Regions from separate parts of the Sus scrofa genome. Here regions 1, 2 and 3 are each linked to region 4. Evidence: chromatin contacts called from public Hi-C and HiChIP or PLAC-seq data. All regions are on one chromosome and are shown on one strand. Each heading gives the region's core, a stretch centred on a gene start, on an enhancer-like site or on the middle of the called end of the contact. The rest is flanking DNA. Distances are from core to core; before and after follow the strand shown. Region 1 has its middle 200 kb from the start of PIK3R1. Region 2 has its middle 260 kb from the start of PIK3R1. Region 3 has its middle 290 kb from the start of PIK3R1. Region 4 has its middle 34 kb from the start of CD180.

Region 1 (6,167 bases), core at 1,965-4,464, 610 kb after region 4:
GATCACTGTATATTCATCAGGACAGTGGAAATCTTCAGTGTTTCTCTTTGACAAATGTTCCTTCTGATCCCTCTCTCACCTCCCCACTTCATCTCACCAGCCCATAGTATTTCAGATCTCACATTAAACGTCACTTATTCCTTGAGCTAATGAGTAGCCTGTTATATGCTCTCATCATGTACAATAATTTTTCTTTATATAATTATTTAATTTTTGGCTTAATTTTGATCTGTTATGATAGATTCTAAATTCCATGATGACCAGGGCCATATTTGCTCTAGTGTTTCAATATTCTCAGTGCCTAATTCAGAACCTGGCCCATAATAAGAGCTCCGTATGTCTTTGTTGACTCAATAACAGTTATTCCTAGCTCCAGCAAGGGAGGCGGCATGACATCAAGATAGGAGCTTGTTTTAAAGTCAGAATGCTTTGGTCTAAATCTGTATATACCATTTATTATCTGTATGATCACAGGCACATTATTAAACGTGCCAGTGACTCAGTTTACTTGTCCATAAAATGAGGGTGCCAACATCAATAGCATAAGGCTTATGAGGATTCAGTATACCACGTAGCCACAAGAACTGAATGGATGTCAGCCATTATCATCATGGTCATCATTGGAAAGGAGATTGTTTGAAAGGAAATAAAGAAAATGCATGGAAAACATCAAAAATCTCACTTCACATCAAGTTCTTTCTTGGATTCTTTCAAGTGAGGACAGAAAAATTAAAAAAAAAAAAAAGATTTTGGCCAAGATTCCTAAAAGCAGCAAGTTTCCACCAGATGAGAAGTAGGAGACACACACCCTTTCTGCTGCAAACACATAAGCTCTCTATTCCTTTACCCACAAATGCTTACATTGAGAAAAAGTTGCATGGTCACAAATGAACTTCTAACAATGCCAGCAAACATGCTGACATGGCAGCTCATTTCTGACAGGGTCATAGCTAGATTGTATAGGGGAATCATGAGGGATAGTGGCGAGGAAAAGCCCTGAGTTTGCCTGCAAGCTGTTGGCCAGTGATGTCAGTCATTAGCTCCCAGTTCCATACCACATGCCACAGCGTGATAAGTACCATCATCTGTGTCACCATCATTGGCATCATTACCACAGGAATTGAGTTCCTTCCAGTTGAAACCTCATGATAGTTTATTTCTTGATTTATGAGCTATTTTTCCACCCTAAGGTATGCCTGATTGATATACCTGTTCTTGGCATGGCAAGATTTCTGTGGAAAGAAAAAAGTAGCCAAAAGTAGTTCATTATTCAACCATTAAAGGAATGAACAGCTCATGGTCACCAGGACAAGCAATATACAAGTCATTTAAACTTTTTTAAAAAATATATTTAAAAACCTTTAATATTTATCCTTTTACCACATCAAAATTCTTCAAAAATTAAAGATTTAAAAAAAAAACTTCTTGCTGTATATCTGAGAGATCATACCTCTTCCTTCCTGAAAATCCTTTCAAGATGCTTCCAGAAGCCTGGCCTGATCCTGGAAGGATTTGGGAGTGATTCACAGTATTTAGAAGACCCAGTGCTCCCTGATGGCCTTCCTGTCTTAGGCATTCCTTGTAATCTGCAGCTCCCACAATCTGCAGTGGATATAATCCAGGCCTCAAAGCACCATCCTGCAAGCAGGAAGGATGGTTACAGCAGGCATGAAGACCACAGAAGGAAGACCAAAGATGGGCAGGCATTGAAAGAAGCAGCAAGAAAAACTGAAAGCTTCTTCACAGTAATAAGAACCCTGACATGTTCGCCTTAAAAACACAGGGGAAGCATGTTGAATCATAGTGCAGCAAAAAGAAAGAGAAACAAGACCTCAGTCCTGTTGAATTAGCCCTTCCTCTTCTGTGCCTCTATTTCAGCAGAATTCAGAATGACCAGTGGCAAGGTGGAAGAGGCCTCCAGGTCAAGACAAAGGGGGCTTCTGCTTCAGGGAACCATGTTGCATTTCCCAAAAGTAGTACTCATTGACCCCTGAAAATCATGGAAATGAGAGTGTGACTATCTCTCTGTTCAGAACAGCCATCCTGGAGGACCTCAGGCTTTTGAACTGGAAGCAACCATATCTAGGTATATCAAGGTGACAAGTGTCATGCTCCTCCTGTACAACTTGCCATTCCTGTAGATACAGATGAAGAGTCTCTTAAGACAACAATTGCTGCTGATGGTGTAATTTCACACGTTCACAGATCACTAATGGGGAAGAAAGGATAATGAGAACTTGGATGCCCGGGTTTCTGGCTACCTCAGAACTCTAGATATTTGAGTGCCTTTCTGGTGTCAGTGATTCCAGTGGCTTGCTTCACTATGGAAAACCCAATTTTGCCTTTCTTTAATGTTATTTTGGCAAGTTAGAAGTTTAACAACCTCTTTAGAAACCAATCTCTGCATTTGGTTTTAAGTATATGTAGGTGTCCATACAGTTTGATGTTATTAATCCCAAAGGAGTGGGTTTGAACTGAGTTGACTATTTTTCATCATGACGTAAAGTTGTAGCAACAAGCACGTAGTTTTGTAGAGATTTATTTGCATTTTAGGGACTAGGAAGTTCATATTCAAAACTTAAGGAAGAGGGAAAAGGAAGAAAGGGAGGGGAAGGAGGAGATGGAAAGGAAGGGACGAGGAAGAAGTAGGTAGAAACAAGGTGGGGTGACCAGGAGGAAAGAAAGAATATCTGAGAACAAGGTAGCAAAGCATCCTTTTGAAAGGTGGCTGAAAGAAGTGATATTGTTGCAAAGCCAGTGAGTGCCCTGAGGCTGCAGGAAGAGGCATGGATAGGTAGATATGAATCCACTCCTGGCAGCCCCCAACATTCAAGACCATTCCTCTGGTCTTCTGTGGGCAGAGGAGCTGCCACAGACTAGGACTCAGCAATGAGAAGGAGGATAAGAAGGTGGTCCATTCTCCTGGGCCAGGCCCAGCTGATAGCAGTCCTAGCCAAGACTGCTTCTGGGCAAAGAACTTGCTTAATGGGCCCCCACATCACCAGCACTCACTAAATGTTGAAGAACACAAATACTGGGATCACTTTTAAAATTGCTAGCTGTTTCTCTTCAAATGTGGGTTGAATTTTCTTTCGCAATACGAACTATGTTCCTGCCAATTTTAAAGTTTACAGCTCCAGCTGTTAGGGAGTTATGTAAGAGCAAAATGATCAAAGGGCTTCAAGAGTGGAAAATGCATTTTTCCCCTTGGTTGCATAACTCCCGCAATGGAATGGGCGATGTAATCGAAGCATCACTGGCCCACCGCTCCTGCCCATCACTGCTACTTCTACAAGTGGGAGAAAAAAAAATCACCTTGGAGGGGGAACCAAGGACATAAAAAATATTTGTTGGACTCAAATTTAGAGTGCCCAAGCATTTTTGCAAAGAAAGTTGCAAGTAACTGAAACAGGTTAAAGGAGAAACGAAATTCCCCTCAACTCTAGGGGAGCTTTCTGTAAAAATATGAACTTGGTACATCAAAAATATAGTTTGTTATATATAGGCACCATGATATTCTAATATCAGTATTTTATGAATACCATTCTTCCTATTGGTTTTTTAGTCCTTTCAGAAAAGGTAACTTACCTTTTGACCTGGTGTCCCCTGGCCCTGGCATACAATACGATCTGATCAATATATCAAATGCCTAAATAAGGATTATTGAAAATGTAACTTTAGCTGTGTATCTGCAGAAGCCTAGACATGATGCAGTGACAATGTTTGCAAGGAAGAGGCAGAGGCTTGATAAAGGCCAAACAGGTGTTATTTTTTTCTGATTTCCTTTTTTCCATATGGATCTAATTCAAAAAGAATAAGAAAAATTGAGCAAAGTCAGGTGAGAGAAGTGGGCAAAGGCAATGGTCTCTGTAAGCCCTTAGCAATAACTACAGAATATCCTGGGGGCTTCAGATACCAGTGGTTTGTCCTATGCATTTCTGGAAATATCAGCTACCAGACTGTCTTAACCCCTGCCCATAATCCCAGTGAGTAGTTGTGAAAAGCCAGGGCCCAAGTGACCCCATATGCCCCTAAGAATGGCCTGATCACCACTTGTCAAATTATATTCCAGATCCAGGACACACTCAGTCAATGAACAGCATAATTAGATTTATAAGACCTACTTCAAAAATCCAGGGAGATCCATACTCAGTGGATAGATTCCATTCCCCATCCGGAGGTGGTGGTAGGGGAAGCTAGAGATGAATTCCAAAGAGCTAGTGAAGGGTACCAGGAGGGCAGCAGGATGAGGGGACAGGATGGCCCTTGCTAACTTTCAGAGGCACTTGCCTCTCCTTTGTGGTGGGATTGGCACTTCCTGCATCCTTGCTGTTTCCACTCCACCACCCCTACCTGGCCCTTCCATTTTTCTGGTCTGGATCACCTGTTGAAGAGAGCAGAGGATTCCTCCACTGGAAAGATGTTCAATTAGAAGACTCTAAGACCCTTCTACCTTTCCAATTCTCCATCTGTATATATTTTAACAACCGTCTCCTGGATCTGTATTCACCCTGCATCTTTCAGGACCCTTCCCTACTCTATAGAAACCTTGGATTACTTTCACTGTCCCGCTCAAAGGCTGAAAACGTCCTCCCACCTTCCCCTAGCCTATTGGATGAAGGTCCCCCTGCTTAGCCTGGCTGTCATCAGCCTTTACAGCTGTGGCCTAAACCTTCCTCTTCTGTCTTATCTGTTCTCCTGCCTGGGAACACCTGCTCCATCTGAATCCTGCCCATCTTTTGACATCCCATCCAAGTAGAGTTTATCTCATTTCTTCAGGCCACTGTGATATTTCAGGCCCCCGAATTCCTGTGGAAGGTACTCATCTTTCTGCCTTCCTGGACCCATGGGTTAACTATGTGCACATCATAGTGGCTCCTAAGGTCACAGAACTTAAAGGGAACTCCAGTAGCAATGCAAGCACTGAGATAGTCAGAGGCCCACATCTCAGGGTCAGCCTGGCCATTCGATGTCCTTGTCATTCTGCTCAAGTGATTTCCAACCCAGTATGGGGAGGGATAGTTACATGACTTAGTAAGACATGCCAGAAGGCTGGGACCCCAGATTGTCTTAACCATATATTCAGTAGTATAACTTTATGTCTTGGAAAACAAATTAATTTTGTAGCAAAAATTATAGAAAGTAAAGTTTAATCAAATCTTGGCTGCAGAGTGCCACTAGAAATTGACCCTGTTTTGTGAGGATTGATGATTCTTCATCAAAAGTTCAAAGCTTGGCACCACCCCCTGCTTAAGGGATAGGGTAGATCAGAATTTCCAGGAAACATGAGATTTTTGTGGTTATTAAAATGTTAAAAGGTTAAGAAAACTAGCAGCTTACTCTATCTTAAAATATTACTTTATGTAGTGGGGGAGAAAACAATAAATTAACAGTGGGGTTCTTGTGAAAATTTAAGACAAGATCTGTGAAAGTATTTGCAAACAGTAAGGTTCTATTTAAATGTAACATGTGAGTATATATGAGAGGTTCTCATTATCTGAGGTTGATTAGTACCAGAAAAAGCTTAAGCTGAATCCCTTTAAAACAGGGACAAAGAGGACATAGAAAACGGTGGGAAATGAAAAGTTCAATTTAAACTTGGCTTTCAAAATTAAAACTAAAAATTATGAAGGGGATTTATTTATTTTACATCTAATACATTTTAGATTATTATCATGGCTATGTGCTAAATCTTAGAACAAAGAATTAAGAAAATATTGGGGATTTTTGGTGTAATTTATCTAACAAAATTGCATCATAGCACAATACAATTAGTTTTACTTCATGTTTGGGTTTCTCAACATGCTCATAAAAAGAATTTTTTGCGAAAACATTCAAAGATTTATCAATTTTCTAAAACACTGCTTTTTCTCTGGGAATTCCAACATGTCATTATTATTGTCAATTTTCTTTTCTTCAATAATCAACCGATAAAACCCTGCTAGAATTTCATTTGTCAAGAACTTTCTGTCTGACTATACTGCCAACATCTCTTTCATCAGTTATAAAATTCTGAGTACTTTCTAAATTTTTTTCCTTTTTTGCATTGTTCTCCCAACATATTTTTGATGGATTATAATATCAGCTCGTTACCAAAGTTACTATTAAACAATGACATTGGGATTATGAGTGAAGGTAGATATTAAACAATGAAGAATGTTGGAATG
Region 2 (5,885 bases), core at 2,723-5,222, 550 kb after region 4:
TCTGTATGTTAGCCTATTGGAAATCCTCACCTCTCTCGACATTCATGCCTTTCACTGTTTGTTGGTAGGAGGCAACACTGAGAAGGCAGAAGACTTGGGTTGGAATCTAAGTTCTGTTAGTTTCCTGAACATAGGTCACTTCACTTCTCTGCATTGCCATTTCCTCACATAAAGATGAAGTTGATAACAACATCAACTATTACAGTTGTTATGAGAACCAATCACACACATATGTGAAAGGTATGTATATTAGGAAGGAACTGGGTAATGGCCCCCAAAGATAGCCACATCCTAATCTTTAGACCCTGTGAATATTCTCTAATATGGCAGAGGGGACTTTGCAGATGTGGTGGAGTTAAAGGTATTTCCAGTGGGAGGATTATCCTGGATGATCTGGATGGGCCCTTAGTGTAATCATAAATGTCTTTAGAAGAGGGAGGTAGAGGGTGATTTGACTATACAGAAGAAGATGATATGATGAAGGAAGCTGACACTGGAGGGATACACAGTAAAGACAAAGTAAGTAGCCCTGAGCCAATCAAGTAGATACCATGTGGGATAGTCTATAAAACAGCTCCTGAATTCAAAAAAGTCAGTGTCATGAAAATCAAAAAAGGCAGGAGTGGATGGGAATTTCTAAGTTAAAAGAGATTAAACAAACATAACAACCAAATAGAGTGTGATCACTTGATTGGATCCTGGATTTTTACAACTGCTATAAAATACATCATAGGGTTAATTGAGGATATTTAAATGTGGATAGCACATTGGAAATTTCAGAATAAAAGCTAATTTCTCTGGATAAGATGGCATGGTTTAGCTAGAAAAATATCCGTATTTTTAGGAGATGTAAGCCAGAATATTTAGAATTGAGATATTGTGATATAAACTAATTACTCTCACGTACTTTACATAATTAGCAGTAAAGAGAGAGAGCGCATATATGTGGTAAAACGTTTACAATTGCAGATCTTCGAAGACAAAATGGTTGTAGGAGTAAATGGGTGTTCGTTGAATTGCTTTTCAACTTTTCTGTAGATGTAATACTTTTCAAAATAATCGGGGGATTATTAAATATAAATATTAAAATATTTTCAATTATCAAAATTCAGAACTGTAATAGCAATTGACTTCATTCTGAGAGCATTTAGACACAATTTTAAATCATATTGCCAATTCTCTTGAGTACCGGTTTTCAATAAAGTAAGAATATCAACAGTAAATACAGTGTGGAGAATCCCTTATGAAGTACAGCATTCTGATATTCCAAGTATATTAATGCACGCATCTTATTTTGATATAACTTGGCCACTGAACAGAAAGGTCTTTGTTATCGATAAAATAAGTTGCCTGGCAAGTCCAGTCCTCTTTCCATCTCTTAACTTTCCTTTGGTGTTGCCTGCTTCTCTTACACAGCCTTCCAGCATAGGAGCCTGGCTCTGGCTTAGAATATATCCTGCCCCATTGATTTTGCTCTGCTTCCCAGATGCTGAGAGTTCTTATTCACAGACAAATAATGCATTATAGCTGATGGGGTAAGGGAGTATTTTAGTTGCTCACACAAGACTGCTGTCCCAAACTAATTAATAGTGGGTATATTTTCCATCAGCAAAAAGTATATAAAGTGACTACTACATTAATTGCAAAGTTGTTGATGTTTGGAGACCTAAAGAGGCAGGAAAATATAGAACTTTGAAAAGTAGTAAGTGCTTTTTAGGATCTTTTTCTTTTGATTATTGAAGAAGCTAAAGATTTAAGTTCCAGGACTAGGAAATCCTACTGCATGTAGAATTCGTTTAAAGTCCAAGGGAATTTCACCTGATTTTTCTTAATATTTGCACAGTTGGGAGAGACATACATGAAGGTTAGTTAGTACAAAGGAGTGTCTTATATTGATATTGATTTGAATGGTGACTAACCCTCATGCAAGACCTACACAATATGGGGGATTGTTTTAACAAAGAACAAAAAAGTTGAAAAAAAAAAAAAGAAGAAGGCGCTCAGTCCTCAAGCTTGCCATCAAAATATTTACATGAATTTATATGGAAAAATTTTATACCAAGTATATACTAGCTTGAAAAAAATATCATTAAATTGTTCATTAGGTAATCATTATCCAAGGCAAGGCATGAGATCCTTACAACACTCCAGAAATATCTAGGTCAGTCCAAGAGTCTGATAACTCCACCGAAGAGTAAAGTGTAGACTCTGACCCAAGTTCTATAATAACATCAAATATGGTACAATATTAGAACAATGACATTAAACATTGTAACACTTCTGCAGGAACTTGTTACCATCATGGGAATTTCCTAATCAGCCCCAGCCCTCTCATTAAAGTTAACAGACACACCCACACTTAGAGAAAGCCTTGTCTGGGTAGCACAATTTTGATCTCCAGGAAAAGCCGTGTAATATTATTTACATGTAAAACCTAAGGCGTCTAGACAGATATTAACCAATAATATTGATTGAGCCTTTCTGTGTATCAGTTCCTGTGCTCAGAGATGCAGATATTCTCTAACCTTTACAGCAATCCAGTGGGTCAGGTACTGTATTTTATTTATTTTGCAGGAAAAACCTAAAGATTCAAGATAGCAGGCCACTTGCTCAAGTTCACACAGACAGCAAGTAGCGAAGCTGGGACTGGAACCTACTTAATCTACTTCCAGATCTGGGTGCTTTTAAGCAGGAGATAGAAACATAATAATCCTGTAATTGACAATAACACCTTTTATATAACTCTCAGAGGTTACCAAATTCTGCGAAAATAATATTTCCAATGACCATTGCATGAATGCAGTGGAATCGTCCATGTCTATAAAAAGAGGAACCTCATGGTGGGCAGGACTTCTGAGCCCACCAGCAGGTCTGGGTTCGCCATGGCCAGGGTCTCCCATAACCCCACCCTGCAGTTGTTGCCAGCTCCTTTTGTGCAATTCTTGGCAAGTTCTTCATTCTCCCCTTAGTCTTGTTCCTCAGGAATACAAGTAAGAATGTAGGACTGGCTGTCTCCCTTGAAGTTTCTCATTCGCCGTCTGTCTCAGACTTGGTCCCACCATGAAGCTCTGCCACACTCAGTTTTTCTGATCATCTTCCTTCTTTCTATTGATCCTTGTGGAGATTTCAGTCCAGCAGGGGCATTAGTTCTCTGATTTTAGGAAATCTCGCTCAACTTTTGCACTTATCAGCCTCTCTTCCCTAATTAGAAGAGCGTAGGTGGTAAAATATCCACAAAGCCTGTAGTGCAATACAAATGATGTGCAACTTTCGTTTGTTGATTTTACTAATTATCTGCCAAAAATATGATTTTTTTTTCTGCCTGACAGAAGGAGTTTGACTCCTTTTTGCAGACAAAATTGCTTGTTAAGGTTGATAGATGTCCACAAAACCAGGGAGACTGGCCTTTTCCAAAATGGCATGGCTTTCCAGCAGCTGTGGCAAAATCAAGCAGAGAACTCAAGGGAAGGGGACCCAGTGAGGTCACACACAGTGAGAGAGTGAGATTTTATGACAGTGCTTAACAGCTACAGACTTTTGGAAAGATATCAAAGTTTAGTCAGAATTAACTAACACAAACAAGGTGGTAATTGAATCGTGTTTATAGGCTACAGGTGGATGGCAATGCATGATGGGGTGCATGAACAAGTGCAGGAGCAAACATTAGTTAAGCATTAACAGTGATGGGTGCTTTCATGTGTTTGAATCCCCTCCATGGCCCCATGAGGTAAAAATTGTTGTTTCATTTCATAGAGAGGAGACTGAGCCTCAAAATCATTGATACGCAAGTGCCCGAGATGATCCAGCCAGAAACTAGAAATTTCTGAATACAAATTTCTTTTGTTTTGGATTGTTTAAAAATATATCTGGGAATTTGTTGTTATTCAAATTTGAGAAGGCCAACAGATGAGGAGAAAACTGCCATTGAAGAGAGGGTTGCTCAACACTTCTCAAGAGGAAGGAACACAGCATACCTCACAGGGCCATGTAGGGAAGCACCAGGGTTGGTCACAAGGCGGAGGAATGAGGGAGAAGAATGAGCACAAAACTTTACCGTGGTTCTTGCTAGAAGGAATGGGGGAGGCAGGGTTCTGTTTGCAGTTGAATAGGCTTAGAATTGGATAGTTTGAATAATTTCAGCAGGCTCTGGGCTATTGGTGGTGTCTCTAGCTCTCTAGTACTTGACCCTGGGTGATTTAGAGAAGGGTGATAAAAGGAAGCAGGTGAGGGTGTGGTTTAGGATTGCTAATTTGCTTATGAAAGTCATGCTGACAGGCAAATTATTGGCTGTCTCTAGGAAGTAGCTAATCCTGAAAGGGACATTCCTTCTCCAGGTCTGCAAGTACCCAAGATAGCAAAGCATCATAAAATATAGAACATTAAAAATGTGACGTGTAATACAGGAGTAAAATTTATATTTTTATAGTTCGGATTAGAAATGCCTGATGACTTCAATTCTGGATGTTTAGGATGTGGTCTTTCAAAACAGAATTGAAAATTAATCTAATATTAGGCAGGCATTTTAAAATTATCTCAAAGGTGCATTCTTTTTCTTTCTGTGTTTTAAGTTCCTCCCAAAGCAATACCTTTATCCCTAGCTCTAGTCTCGCTGTCTCTCCATTTTTAAAGGAACATCTTCCCTGGCTAGGAGGTAACCCCTTTGCATGGACTGTAGCTGCCTGTTGATGTAGTTACCATAGAACCTACAGTGTCAACTGAGGTCCCAATTTTTCTCTCAAACTTCAGAGACTATGATTATTTCAGAATTTAATCTGTGTTACCTTTGCCTCCTCCATTTTTGAATAAGCTGAAGTCCAAATGCTGGTCTCCTCCTTTGTGTTCATACCTATTATTAATCATCATGATAACACAATGATAACAATGTCTGGCATTGTGCTCATTGTTTTATATTCATTTTCTGATTTTATCCTTGCAACAACTTTATGAGAAAAATATTGGTAGTCTACTTTTTGAGATGAGGAAACTAGAGCAGGGGAAAAGTAAGTAAATCATTGAGACATGTAGGGCTGTGCTAATTCAGCCCCAGGTCTGTCTGATATCACGGCTTATGATTTTTCACCATAAGCTGCCCTTCAGTCTTCAGTGTGCATTTTTCTGCTATGACGTGGTGCCATATTTGTATCTGCCAGGCCCATGGGCTCATGGACATTGGTGATTTAATCAGGTGATCAGGTCATTTGGTGATCTCCAACCAGGTGTGCTCTTTTACTGGAGGGGTGGAAGTCAGACACAGAGCCTTAGACCCTGAGGGAATGGGAAGTGGGGGGAGGATTGGCCCAGAAGGAAGGGAAATGTGATGATAGCTTTGGAGGATCTGGAATATCAAGCAGAAGGTACCATCTCATTGTAAAGCCACCAAACAGAGACTCATTTACTGAACATGAGGGTCAGGGTAGAGCTTGGTGATAGATGAACAAAGGAAAAGGCCAGCACTAGAAGCTGTCATAAGGGCAGAACTAGGCCAGCTGCTGGACCAGAAGGGTCCAGAGCCTGAGAGATCCTCAGGGGAAGTGTCCTCCATTGGCCCTGCTAAAAATCCAGAATGGGTCCTGGGTGGGACTGAACCTCTGGGTGAGACATAAATATTCCAACTTTAAGAGTGTAGGGTAAGCAGAAGTCTAGGGTCAGAGAGGCCTCCAGAATATGGATTGTAAACCCTTGGTCTCTAGGCTTAGTAATCTATGGTTATGTCACCACTGTCAGCAGAGCACTGGCACCAAGGCTCAGCCCTGTGTGTTGAAGCAGAAGGGAGGCACTTGTGTAGGTGCTCTGAAGGGAAAGTACTGAAAAATGATCCCCATACACACATATTCTTAAAGTGGTTCTCTGCTTTGCCTGAATTTCGCCCCATTACAGGCATATCT
Region 3 (6,046 bases), core at 3,413-5,912, 520 kb after region 4:
AAAATATTGAAAAAATATGAGCATTATTAACTATTAAAACCTTCCTATTTTGGAGATGATAGGAGGCCTTTATTATATAATGATAATGATGGTTGATGGCCAGTGTGTTTGTTTTGAAAATTGCGTTATTTGGCAAAGTAAAAATTGCCTACAACTACCCCCCCCGGCGCAAAAAAAGAAAAGTGTTTATTAAATTCAAAATACTTGGAACCACTAGGTTTCCTCATTAAAGGACAGGGTCCTAGCTATTCATTCTGTGGCTTTTCTTTGACCTAGATATAAGACCCACTGAGGCTGCCCTTTTCCACAATTATGAAAAGAAGTAATTAATTGGGGGCTTAGGGACTGTTGGTGAACCAAGGGAGGTGAATAAGTTTCTCTTGTTAGATGTTCATCAGGGATACAGCAGGGATATTACTCACTAGGTTGAGACTTTGGAAAAAATTATAGAAGACATGTCTCTCACATAGCCATGAAAAAGCTCTTTCTTTTCCTATGTTTTCCTATAGAAGTCAGTCACACTATAAAATATCAAATAATCAGGTCACTTGTGTCTAGTATTAATAGGTTAGTACATTTATTAAGTCTGTATCTTCCAGGCCATCTCTGCTAAATGAAGCTATTATTGTTTTCTACAAAACAAAACAATACTTGGGAAACCAGAGGAGACAGACTTCTGCCTATAATGAAGTGAGGAGGTGGGCTAATATTATCCCAGATAAAAAGCATGAAACTGGACAAAATTGTCAAAAATGCAGCCATTTCAATGCTCTAGAAACTGACCAAAGCAAAGGCAAATGACAAATTTAAAAGTATTGCTTGATGAAAAACTGCCAGAACTTCAGATAAGAATAGTGGGACTCTTAAATTGTCTTGCCTGGAGCTATCCCATCTATATCCTGGCTCCAACTCATTTGGTGCTAGGGTGTTACCAGGGTAGGACTAGCCATGAAAATCAGCACCCTTGGTTGGCTGGCATGATTTGGAACAAATGAAGTCCATACCTAGAAGTGCTGTCAAAGGAAGCAATAAACTTGGTAGGCAATGAAAGAGCTCTACTTACCTGAGGTTGCAATCTCAGTGAGCAGTAGACCATAGGTTTAACAAAGAGATCTTAGTGAAAGTGATAGAAGAGATATATAAGCTCTTCATAAGTTCTATCTTCACACATTTCTAACCACTGACATCTTCAGGGGAGACCTGAAAGGTCCTGGCACAATGTAGAAGCTGAGGCAGACTTCACAAAGCCTGAACTTTGAATTCACTTCCCAACCCACACACAGATCACCAAGGAGAAGGTAGGAGCCTCAGGATGAAACATACAAGTGCAACATCTGCTCCATCACTGACTGACCAATCAGCTAAAGAGACACTATGCAAACTCAGGAGAGACTCAGAGAAGCCAAGGGAAAATACAAGAATAAAAAATTTAAGCTGATATGTTAGTGGCTGCACACTAAATTAAATCTGGATGAGTTTAAAAAAAAAAAACACAAATCAAAATCCATATTTGCTAAAGCATTCTATCAAAAATATTCAGCTTTCAACAATAAAAAGTTGAGGTATTTAAAGAAACAGGAAAGTGTAAGCCTTACTTTGAAAAAAATCAGCAAAATGTTGGCATTAGCGAAGATGCTAAACAGCTATTTATATATAACCGCTATTACAAATGCATTCAAAGCATTAAAGAAAAATATAAGGACAATGTGAAAACAAATGAAAATTCTCAACATTCAGATCTTGGTTTCTAATATCACTCTTCAGTAAAAGGACACAGGACTCATTGAATAAATAGCTGAGACTGGGGATATACAAAATGAGAGTGGAGTATCTTGTGGTATAAGAAAAAAAGTACTGAAAAAACAAAAACAACCTCAGGGATTCTAAGTCCTCATGCTCAATCCACATCAAACCTGCAAAAATTCATTAGAAGTTCAGCTGTTTCCTTCTTATCCATGTCTGTGACTTTTTTTCCTCCTCTCTGTTCTACCAAAGATGAAAATAGCCATGGTTCCCATCTCAGGAGAAATTTGTCCCCTTTTGGTTATAGTTTATCAAATTGCTTTGCATTCTCAGCTCTCTGGCAGGCTTAAAATGAGAGTAATTTTGTAAATTATCTGGCTTTTTAGTGGGAGTAACATTTTCTTGTAACTTTCCACATCCTAGAGATGAACTTTCTCTAAATATTTCAAATAGTTCCCAAACTCTTGTCAAAGTGATCTAAAATTCTGTCATACAGGGTTTTTTTTTTTTTTTCCATAATCTTTCTCTCTACTCACCTGCTTGGAAATTTCCACTTATTCTTCAAAACTTCAGTCGCCTATTACCCCTAAAATGTGTAACTCAGGGATCCTCAACTTCTGTTGACAGCTGGGGCCAGAAAATTGCTTGTTCTAGAGGTGTTTAGTAGCATCCCTGGTCTCTACTCACTAGATGTAGGTTGCACACCACACTCTGATTGTGACAACCGAAATGTCTCCAGACATGCCCCAATGTAGAGAACTATGGCAGTGCCTCAGTCTTTCTTCCGGGATCAAGGTGAAGGGAAGCTCTTTTTTGCTTTTGCTTTCATGTTATCCTGTATCTGTTTATCATATTAGCACTTATATTATCTTGTATTTGCCTATTGGCTCTGTCTCTCTGTCTCTAACACACACATTTGTGTCTGGTGAAAAGTATTATTATTATATAGAAGCCTCTGATGCATTGAAGAAGGATGATGAAGGAGGTGGAAAGGTAGGGAGAGAGTTCATAGGTGAAATGATGTAAATAATTTTTAGAAACTGAGAAAAAAAAAGCTAAAGGTCTTTATACAAGAAAAGAGAAAGATCCAGCGGTGGTGATGTGTGTGTTTGTGTGTGTACTTGTGCATATGTGTGGGGAGGAGGCATGGAAATACAATGAGGGGATAGCATCCATCCTGGAGAAGGATTTGGGTTGGAGCCAGAGAACTTAGAGAAAGTAATGGAAAAAGGATTGTGAGGAAAATAACATTTGGCAATTGAAGTTGTAATCTGAAGAAGTTAAAGAGGTCTAGTCAGGATTCTGTTTGAGTTTTGCCATATAGTATAAAATAGACAATTTTCTCATTCTACATAAAAAAAAATCTTAATCATTGTAGAGTTAGATTTGCTTTTTAAGGTTGCAAAGGCAGTTCCTAGTTCTGTGTTGAGGTATACAAGATGTTGCTAACAGTTGTACAGTCACCTGTTCTTATTTGTTTTTGTGTCGTCTTTGTGCTCTGTGTGCTGCTTTAGGGCATCGTGTACCCCTAGTTTATAGCAGAGTTTTATGGTACATGCAGGTACCTGGGTGAGAATTACCTTCTCTTCACAGGTGATAAGATGACCAGTGAATATCATTCTCCCAGCTTATGGGAAAAAGTGATAGCCGAACCATGCAACCTGGGGAAAGGACCTTTGTGTATTTCTCAAACTCAGATGCCAGATGAGGACTGGGACTCTTGGAATATAAATTAGGAGTGGGAGGAAGAGGAGGAGGAAGAATAATGTTTATTGAGAATTTACTTCATCAAACTTAAGATTGAAAGATACACCAAAAAAAGTCAATTATAATTTTAATTTAAATCATCATTACTAAGACACAAACAGATTTCAAAGATGTTTAAATATGAAATAAAAATTAACATTAGAATTTGGAATATAGTTCATGCCATGCACTCTTCCAAGTCATATAAATAGTTAAGTCAATTTTTACCACTATTCTATGAGGAGTCTTATTATTAGATGGCCGGAGGATCACTAAGTTTGAGGCCTTGGTTCATCCCAAGTTATGATGTTCCTGGAAAGCTAAGTCCTTCAGATGATGAAGGATCCATTGGTGCCCTGGTGAGAAACTGAAAGATATAAGGATATAAGGACAGAAGCTGAAAAACTGAAAGATATAAGGACAGAAGCTGATCAAAAGTATTTAAAAAAGAAATGTGGTAGTGAGCCTAAAAACCATGTTCCAGAAGAGTAAATAACTGGATGTCTTGGAGTTCCTGCTGTGGCCCAGGGGGTAAGGAATCCTACTGCAGTGGCTGGCCTCGATCCCTGGCCTGGTGTAATGGGTTAAAGGATCCTGTGTTGCCACCGCCGTGGCATAGGGCTCAGATCTGAACCCTGGCCCAGGAACTCCATGTACCATGGGTGTGGCCATTAAAAAAAATAAAATGAGTGGCAGTCTCATTCAAAAGTGTTCCATGATGTTAATATAACACACCAATTGTGGGGGCAGGAAACAGTTAAAACATTTTAAAGGGCTGAAAGGGCTTTCTGTACCAGGACAGCTGTTTGAATGTGTGCTATATGTTTGAACACTAAGCGAACCACTTTCCTTTTACTCTACAGATGTGGACAGAGGATATTTCTGTGGAGAGGCGAGTGGGGGAGGAGGAGTATAGCGGAGGAGTTTGTTGTTCCTGAGAGGACAGACACCTCAGCCTGCCTGGAAGTCTTTCCTTCCCTCCCCACCTCCACCCCTACCCCGCAAAAGCTGGGGAGTATCATGCTGAGAGGAGAAACAACAAAGACAAAGATAAAGGAGATGCCAGAGGGAAAGCAGACAGAGGAAACTAAGCTAGGGTGGTTAGAAGTGTGGATTCTGGAGCAAGACGGCTTGCCTTTGAAACCTGCCTCCGTCAGTTGAGCAGCTGGGACTAGGGTAGCTACTTAGCCTCTCCAAACCTGTTTTCTCATCTCTGAAACATGGATGATAATAGCATCTACCTCATTGGGATAGTTGAAAGATTGTTAGCCTAATGACTGGCACCAAATTAAATACAAGATAAGCATTGGCTGTGATTATTCCCTTACATTAGCCTGCCTCTCAGAGAGAGAGATGTAACTATATGCAATAATCCTGTGTGTATGGCTGAGCAGTGTCTGTCTAATCAAAGAAGCAAGGGAGGTCACTAAGCACAGAAGATACAGCTAGCAAGTTTGTTGATATGTGACTAAGGAACCAAGGCAAAGTCCCCCACAACAAAGTTCTCACCTTCTTTGGCAGGACACTGTGGCATGTCATGGATAGCTAGGGGCAGAATTACAACCGGCTCCCACAGCAACTGCTTGTAAACTGCAGCAAGAGGCTGTTGCCAGTAAGAATGCATTGCAAATAGACCTTATCCTTCCGTGGTGCTCCCACCAACGTCACTGTTTTAGAGCAGTGGTTCCCAACTTCACCTCCTCAGATGATACTCAACAGCATCATCTGGGAGCTTTTATTATTATTTATTTATTTGTTTTTCATTACTTAAAGAATTTTATTACATTTATAGGTGTACAACAATCATCACAATCCAATTTTATGGCATTATCATCCCAAACACCCCAGCATATCCCCCCACCCCCTAACCTGTCTCTGGGGAGCTTTTAAAAATGTAGATTTCTAGACTCCACTCCAGACCAGTTGAACAGGACTCTGGGAGATTTAGGCATCTGTATTCTAGTGGGTGGCAAGGAGTGGGAACCATTGCCTTAGAGAAGTGAATCTCAAGCTGGAGTGGGCGTCACAAACCCATGGAGAGCCTGTTAAAAGCCAGGATGTTGGACTCCCTGCCCCTCACCCCTACTGCCAGAGTTTCTGATTCATTAAATCTAGGGTGGGAACCAAGTATCGATGCCCTTCAACCAAAGACCACCAGGAAGTCACCTATGGTTAAATAAGTTGGATTGATTATTCCCCACAGCGAAAGGGAACAGGCCATGGGGAACTATAGGTGTGTCTGTCAGAGGATGTTGGAAAGATCCTATATAAGATTTGGGCTTCGGTTCAGTGATTTGAAGGGAGCTTTAAGCAGGTGGGAGTGTGCTCTAAGTTGGATGCTGTCAGAGAACAGAGGCAATTCTATGAGCGGTTATCTCAACAAGTTTTATCTTTAAGGAGGAGAGACTCACAGGAGAATAAACTGTAATTGGTACAGAAATGGCAGACGCTTATTTTGGCCAAGGGAGGGGATGTTTAATAACTTGTGGGCTTGCACGATGACCTTGTTTTTGTCTGTGTTCAGATAAATTTATGAAATGGCCTTGTTTTGTCTCAT
Region 4 (6,229 bases), core at 2,716-5,215:
GCAATAACCAAAGCAGTATTAGCAGCACACACACGTTTATCCCCAGTAGAAGTTATTGATACTTTTATATCATCTTGCAATATTGCAGATGTCTCAAAATCATGTCATTGAAATTATGCTAGTTATCTGGAGTTCCCATCGTGGCTTAATGGAAATGAATCTGACTAGCATCCATGAGGACCCAGGTTCGATCCCTGGCCTCTCTCAGTGGGTTAAGGATCTGATGTTGCCATGAGCTGTGGTGTAGGTTTCAGACACGGCTCGGATCCCGAGTTGCTGTGGCTGTGGCATAGGCTGGCATCTGCAGCTCTGATTTGACCCCTAGCCTGGGAACTTCCATGTGCCATAGGTGTGGCTCTAAAAAGACAAAAAAAAAAAAGAAAGAAAGAAATTATGCTAGTTATCGGATTCTGATATGTACTGTACCGATGAAGGAGCATGTGTGTTGTATATCATAAATTTTTCTATAATAGTTCGGTAATTATATCGCAATATAATTTTATTTTATGTGTTTTAAGTTCATTATTATTTAGAAGACAGAAATAGGAAAGGGGTCCCCAGTTCTCACCAGACTGTCACAGTGGACCATGGCTCCAAAATAGACGGCAGCCATGGTTCCATGACTGGAAGGAGTTAGAACACAAGATGAGGGGCTCTGGATTGCCCCTCTAGAAATGGGTCATAGGGAGTTCCCGTCGTGGCGCAGTGGTTAACGAATCCGACTAAGAACCATGAGGTTGCGGGTTCAGTCCCTGCCCTTGCTCAGTGGGTTAACGATCTGGCGTTGCCGTGAGCTGTGGTGTAGGTTGCACACATGGCTGGGATCCCGCGTTGCTGTGGCTCTGGCATAGGCCGGGGGCTACAGCTCCGATTAGACCCCTAGCCTGGGAACCTCCATATGCCGCGGGAGCGGCCCAAAGAAAAAGCAGAAAGACAAAAAAAAAAAAAAAAAAAAGAAATGGGTCATAGATCTGGCCACCCAACATCAATATCAGCTATTTTGAATGGTCTGGCAAGGGAGAAATGAAGTGCTTCCTCATTCTGAGCTTCGCATGTTTGTTGATCCTTTAAATCTTTCGTTTGTCTCTGTGTCTGTCCCTTCATGTTTAGTTTCACATTTTTGCCTTCTTCTTCCTCCATTGATATGACCCTGCCTCTTGTATTTGGCACACAGATTCATTTAGGGAACCTTAGAATTGCTATTTTGCCAAATTTAAGTTTAGAAATGCAGTTTCATTTATTAGATGCCTGTTGTTTGTGATCTCAACAAAAACCTAAATGACTGATTTTATTTTCAACAATGTGGGAAAAACCTATACTTTTGGATTGAGTCCTGGCAGCAGTCTTCCTGAATTACCACATTGCTTCACAGAGGTAAAGGGCTAGGGAAATGACCAGTGGTTTAAATTATTTCTAGGCCTGCATTGCAAAGTGCTGTGAACATAAAATAATGAATAACAGACATACAGTCTCACAAAAGTCTCTGCTTTGATGAAACTTTGCAAAGGTTTTCATTTAGTCCTGTGTTAAATTTAGTTATAATGTTCTTTACATTTACAGAAAAATATGTTATTGTATATTCTTTGAATTGAAATGTTTTACGGAGCTGAATTATTTTAATCTTGGGATCATCAAGATATACAAACTTTAATTTACCCCGAAATTCTTTTGAGATGATATAAACTCCCTTCCAAGAAGTTACTGGAGTTATCTTTTTTAAAAGCAAATTGAATAACTCCCCTTTTTTTTTTTTTTAAACAATCTTTCCATGTTCTTTTTTTGTTAATAGGAAGGAGTTCAAGGTACTTAGGATGGGATCCAGGGTATCATGGTCTGGGCTCAGCTCCCTCTTCATGGGTGGCTATTTCCCCACACATTGTCTCTGTTTTAAACTTCCTAAAGCCCTTGTATTTTCCTGCACACATCCTGACTTCTCCAACTTCCATGACTCTGCATAGGTGATTTATTATTCCATCCTGCTTTACTTCCTGGAAAACTCCTATTGGTCCTTTGAAACCTCTCAGGTGTCACCCTCTTTCTAAAGCCTTCCTTTATGTTGACCTCCATTCCTTGCTTCCCATCCAACAGAGTAGGGAGAATCTGGGTTCACATATTAACTGGTAGTGTTGATCTGAATTCACTAACACGGTTTATTTACAGAATAGTATCCTTCTATTAAATGGGATTCTCCTTGAACACAGGGGCAGTGTCTTCATCTCCTTCTTCCAGGGTCCTAGCATGAGACAGGGGCTCATCTGATGTTGGGTGACGGAGCACTGTCATCAGGCTAACCTAATTGATGGTGTATTTGGAGAATGGGCTAGTAAAATTTAAGCATTACACGCTGTATGGGTCACTTCCTGCTCCCTTCCTTATATCTTCTTCGCCTTTTGACTCCAGCCATTGCTGTGACAGCTTTGTGCAGTTGTGACCCATCAGGTCTTTGCCTTAACTGCACCGCATACCTCTTGCTTTCTGACACCCAGGCTGCTGCTTGCAGTGACCAGGTTAACCACCTTGCTCCATGCATACACTGGGGCAATAATGGGAGTTGGGGGATAAGTACTCCTCCACCCCATATTATTCAGAAAGATGTTGGGGCCTCATTCTACAAGGCAATTCAGAGCATCAGGGGGGAAGGAGCTGCAGTTGCCCATCCCAGTGACTAGTTCAATGAAGGGGCCTTGGATTGGCTTGCCCTCTTTCTCTGTTTAAATCTTCCTAGTCCTCTACTTCTGTTCCTTGGAATCACTTCCCAAAATTATTGATCTTGTCTCAGGCTCTACTTTTGGGAAGAACCTAGACAAAGACGGAAACCTTCATTTACAACCAGCTTCTCTAAGTTATGTTCTTCTCAGACCAAGAGATGTTTGGAAAATGGTTGCAAGTCTCATAAAGTAACCACTAAGTAAAGATAGTATAGGATACAAGGGCATAGGATAGCATCCACCATATAAATGTGCTATAAAGTGTGAAATGTTTTGTGAACCAGGCATTTTTACTCCTCAGTCAGGAGACATACTCAGACAATTGCTCAGTTTTGTAAAAACTCTTCTCCATAATTCTACAGCTGTGTCTTAGGTAGTAACCGAATAGTGATGTTTTGATCATAGTTTTACAGATGGTGAGGCCCTAGACACAGCAGCTTTCACTGAGCAAGTGATGAGGCCCTAGAAGATGTATGTCTTTCCCATGGAAGGTTAGTGCAGGGAGCCTGGATGTGAAACACTATGCTTATACTATTGGGCTGGATGGTTTGCTCTGATGTGTGTGAGTGTGGGTGTGTGGGTGTGTGCATGTGTGTTTGTTTCTTTTTTAAGCACAAGGTATCGATTCCAATCTAACGATTTTAAATATCACAATCCTTGGATTACAAACAGAAAAAAATGACATTTTTTTGGAAAATGGAAAACATTGGGCAGTAAAATTGGCATCTGAAACCCTGTACTTTGCCAAATGCTTAAATCACAGAGTTTTTGTATCTTTTGCAGCTAGAAGAGACATTTAAGATCACTCAGAGCTGGAGAGCCAAATGTTTTCTAACAGAACCAGGGCTAGAACCCAGACCTTGGGAGTCCCCTTCTCATGGTCCTTCTGATAGACCACACTGCCTTTGTTTGATGATCCTTCATTTAAACCAGTGGTTGGCCAACTTTTTCCATAAAGGGCCAGATGATAAATAATTTAGGCTTTGCAGGCCAGTGGTTACTGTCCCAGCTACTCGACTCTGACTTTTTTTTATGTGAAAGCAGCAATAGGGGAACTTACATAAATGAGCATGGCTGTGTTCCAATAAAGCTTTATGTAGAAACACCAGCACTAGGCTTGATTTGTCCTCTGTTTTATACTATTGGAGTCATGGTGATTTTTGCTTAAAGGTCACCAAAATGCTACTGGGTCCTAGAGAGTTAAAGCCGCCACCCAGCTTGGTGGCGAGCCAGGCTGTTGCATCACAGTCCACACATGATTGGGCTTCCTTCCAGGTCTGTGTATGATCAGACTCTGAGCCAGCAGCCAAGAGAGTGAGCCCGGCATCCATAGCACTCCTGTTTCCAGAAGGAATCACAAATTCCCTTCCTGTGCAGATAAAGGAACAATTGTACCAGAGGAGAACTTACTGGAAAGTAATACAGGGTCACCAGGAAGGAAAAGGAATTCACTCCTCGGTCATAGTCCTTAGTCTGGTTAGGAGTCGCTCAGACCTGGAAAGGCCAGCAGAGTTGCATGTCTGAATTTGGCAGGCCTCCAGGACTCCTCACTCAGAGGATAATACATTGGGCTTTGATGATTTCTGTGGCCCACTCAGAGCTTCCTTTGGTTGCTCCAAGTTGCCGCTTCCCTCTCACAGCCAGGTATCTAATTCTCTCCACTGTTTTACTCCCCTCCCATTTATCATCTGCCAGTGCTAAGCCTTTTTTCTGCTGTTAATCACAATCTCCAATAGGCAAAGATTGTCTTTTCTCGGTTTCGTCTTCCACTTGACACCTTAACTTTTGAGTCCCAGTTCTGAAGCCCTGTAAGACAAATGTCTTTCCATAGAAGAAGCTTGGCTTAAACCCTATGTTTATGCCTATGAAGTGGATGTTCGTTCCAGTACATGTGTATTAATGTGTGTGCCTGTGTGTATGTATGTGTGTGTATCTGATGACCTTTAAATCAGGAGGTCACCTTCCCTTTGGACCTCTCTGCCCAGGGAAGGTCCTTTACCGCCTCAGTACTCTAAGTTAGACTCACAAGTGGATATTCTCTGGCCAACATTCTCATGTTTTTACTCCTTCCCTCTCATTTTTCACCATGTGAATCCACAAAATAGTCTTTTTCATAATTGAAAGAATTAAAGACTTTTAAAGGCTGAATGATGTTTCCAATGGATTTAATGATGTAATCCTCAAAAGAGTATATGAATTACCTGTTTGTTTTTTTCTTTTGTCTCTCTCTTTTTTTTTTTTAATTTTTTTAATTTTCCCACTGTACAGCAAGGGGGTCTGGTTATCCTTACATGTATACATTACAATTACATTTTTTCCCCTACCCTTTGTTCTGTTGCAACATGAGTATCTAGACAAAGTTCTCAATGCTATTCAGCAGGATCTCCTTGTAAATCTATTCTAAGTTATGTCTGATAAGCCCAAGCTCCCGATCCCTCCCACTCCCTCCCCCTCCCATCAGGCAGCCACAAGTCTCTTCTCCAAGTCCAAGATACCATCTCACACCAGTCAGAATGGCCATCATTAATAAATCCACAAATAACAAGAGCTGGAGGGGCTGTGGAGAAAAGGGAACCCTCCTGCACTGTTGGTGGGAATGGAAACTGGTACAGCCACTATGGAGAACAGTTTGGAGATACCTTAGAAATCTATACATAGAACTTCCATATGACCCCGCAGTCCCACTCTTGGGCATCTATCCGGACAAAACTCCACTTAAAAGAGACACATGTACCCGCATGTTCATTACAGCACTATTCACAATAGCCAGGACATGGAAACAACCCAAATGTCCATCGACAGATGATTGGATTCTCTCTCTTTTTTTAATGGTTCCACCTATAGCATATGGAAGTTCCAGGGCTAGGGGCTGAATTGGAACTGCAGCTGCAGCCTATACCAAAGCCATGGCAACACTGGATCTAAGCCACATCTGCAACCTATGCCACAGCTTGTGGCAACACCAGATCCCCAACCACTGAGCAAGGCCAGGGATTGAACCTGCATCCTCATAGAGACAACACTGGGTCCTTAACCTGCTGAACCACAACCGGGAACTCTGGAATTACCTGTTTTGATGATTATCTGGTCAGATCTGCTACTGACCCTAAGCTCCTAATGGATGTGCAAATCTTTGGAGCTGAAGTGATTTAGGAAAAAATGTCATTGTTATTAGTTTCCCAAGTAGCATTCTGGCCCCTGGGGAAAGGGATGCTGGTAGTTATGTGATAGGAAGCAGAATGAGGAAGGAAGAAAGGAAAGAATATTTGATTATTTCTTCATAAACAACCAATTCCTTTAGCACCTGGCTATGGTTCCTGCTTCTGTGAGAAGAATATCAATGGCCTTAATATTCCTTTGTTTGTGGCTGGGAAGCCTTTGCGTACTGTTCCAAGATGCCTGGCTCTCAGACTGGCAACAGGACAGAAAATGTGGCGGATATGAAAGGAAACCTCCAACTCAAATCATTTAAATCAGATTGCCTTTTCCTTTAAATCCCACTTTGAAATTCTTCCTAATCT

Evidence for each region. Hi-C and Micro-C count contacts between places; a contact is called where the count stands out from the background. HiChIP or PLAC-seq counts read pairs in DNA pulled down with a chosen protein or histone mark.
Region 1: a contact with region 4 is called in a Hi-C map of liver, with 4 times the contacts expected there. The contact joins two enhancer-like sites. A contact is called at or near these places in 1 of 5 promoter capture datasets (liver), 9 of 47 Hi-C or Micro-C datasets (alveolar macrophages, embryonic fibroblasts, fetal skeletal muscle and 4 more) and 2 of 2 datasets of contacts at active chromatin or transcription factors (alveolar macrophages and skeletal muscle).
Region 2: a contact with region 4 is called in an H3K27ac HiChIP or PLAC-seq map of alveolar macrophages. The contact joins two enhancer-like sites. A contact is called at or near these places in 3 of 47 Hi-C or Micro-C datasets (liver and skeletal muscle) and 1 of 2 datasets of contacts at active chromatin or transcription factors (alveolar macrophages).
Region 3: an H3K27ac HiChIP or PLAC-seq map of skeletal muscle shows a contact between it and region 4, with 11 times the contacts expected there. The contact joins two enhancer-like sites. A contact is called at or near these places in 4 of 47 Hi-C or Micro-C datasets (heart right ventricle, omental adipose tissue, psoas muscle and 1 more) and 2 of 2 datasets of contacts at active chromatin or transcription factors (alveolar macrophages and skeletal muscle).

The regions. Positions count from the first base shown.
Region 1 is chr16:46,230,052-46,236,218 of Sscrofa11.1, forward strand. No RefSeq gene overlaps it. Among named protein-coding and RNA genes, the nearest start is that of PIK3R1, 200 kb to the right of the region's middle. Within about 2 kb of position 3,215, at least 13 of the 83 cell types and tissues checked have an H3K27ac peak or open chromatin away from gene starts, as enhancers often do. A contact at or near this core is called in liver and omental adipose tissue, where this site is marked.
Region 2 is chr16:46,169,774-46,175,658 of Sscrofa11.1, forward strand. No RefSeq gene overlaps it. Among named protein-coding and RNA genes, the nearest start is that of PIK3R1, 260 kb to the right of the region's middle. Within about 2 kb of position 3,973, at least 7 of the 83 cell types and tissues checked have an H3K27ac peak or open chromatin away from gene starts, as enhancers often do. A contact at or near this core is called in alveolar macrophages, where this site is marked.
Region 3 is chr16:46,140,724-46,146,769 of Sscrofa11.1, forward strand. No RefSeq gene overlaps it. Among named protein-coding and RNA genes, the nearest start is that of PIK3R1, 290 kb to the right of the region's middle. Within about 2 kb of position 4,663, at least 8 of the 83 cell types and tissues checked have an H3K27ac peak or open chromatin away from gene starts, as enhancers often do. A contact at or near this core is called in omental adipose tissue and skeletal muscle, where this site is marked.
Region 4 is chr16:45,618,431-45,624,659 of Sscrofa11.1, forward strand. No RefSeq gene overlaps it. Among named protein-coding and RNA genes, the nearest start is that of CD180, 34 kb to the left of the region's middle. Within about 2 kb of position 3,966, at least 38 of the 83 cell types and tissues checked have an H3K27ac peak or open chromatin away from gene starts, as enhancers often do. A contact at or near this core is called in alveolar macrophages, liver, omental adipose tissue and 1 more, where this site is marked.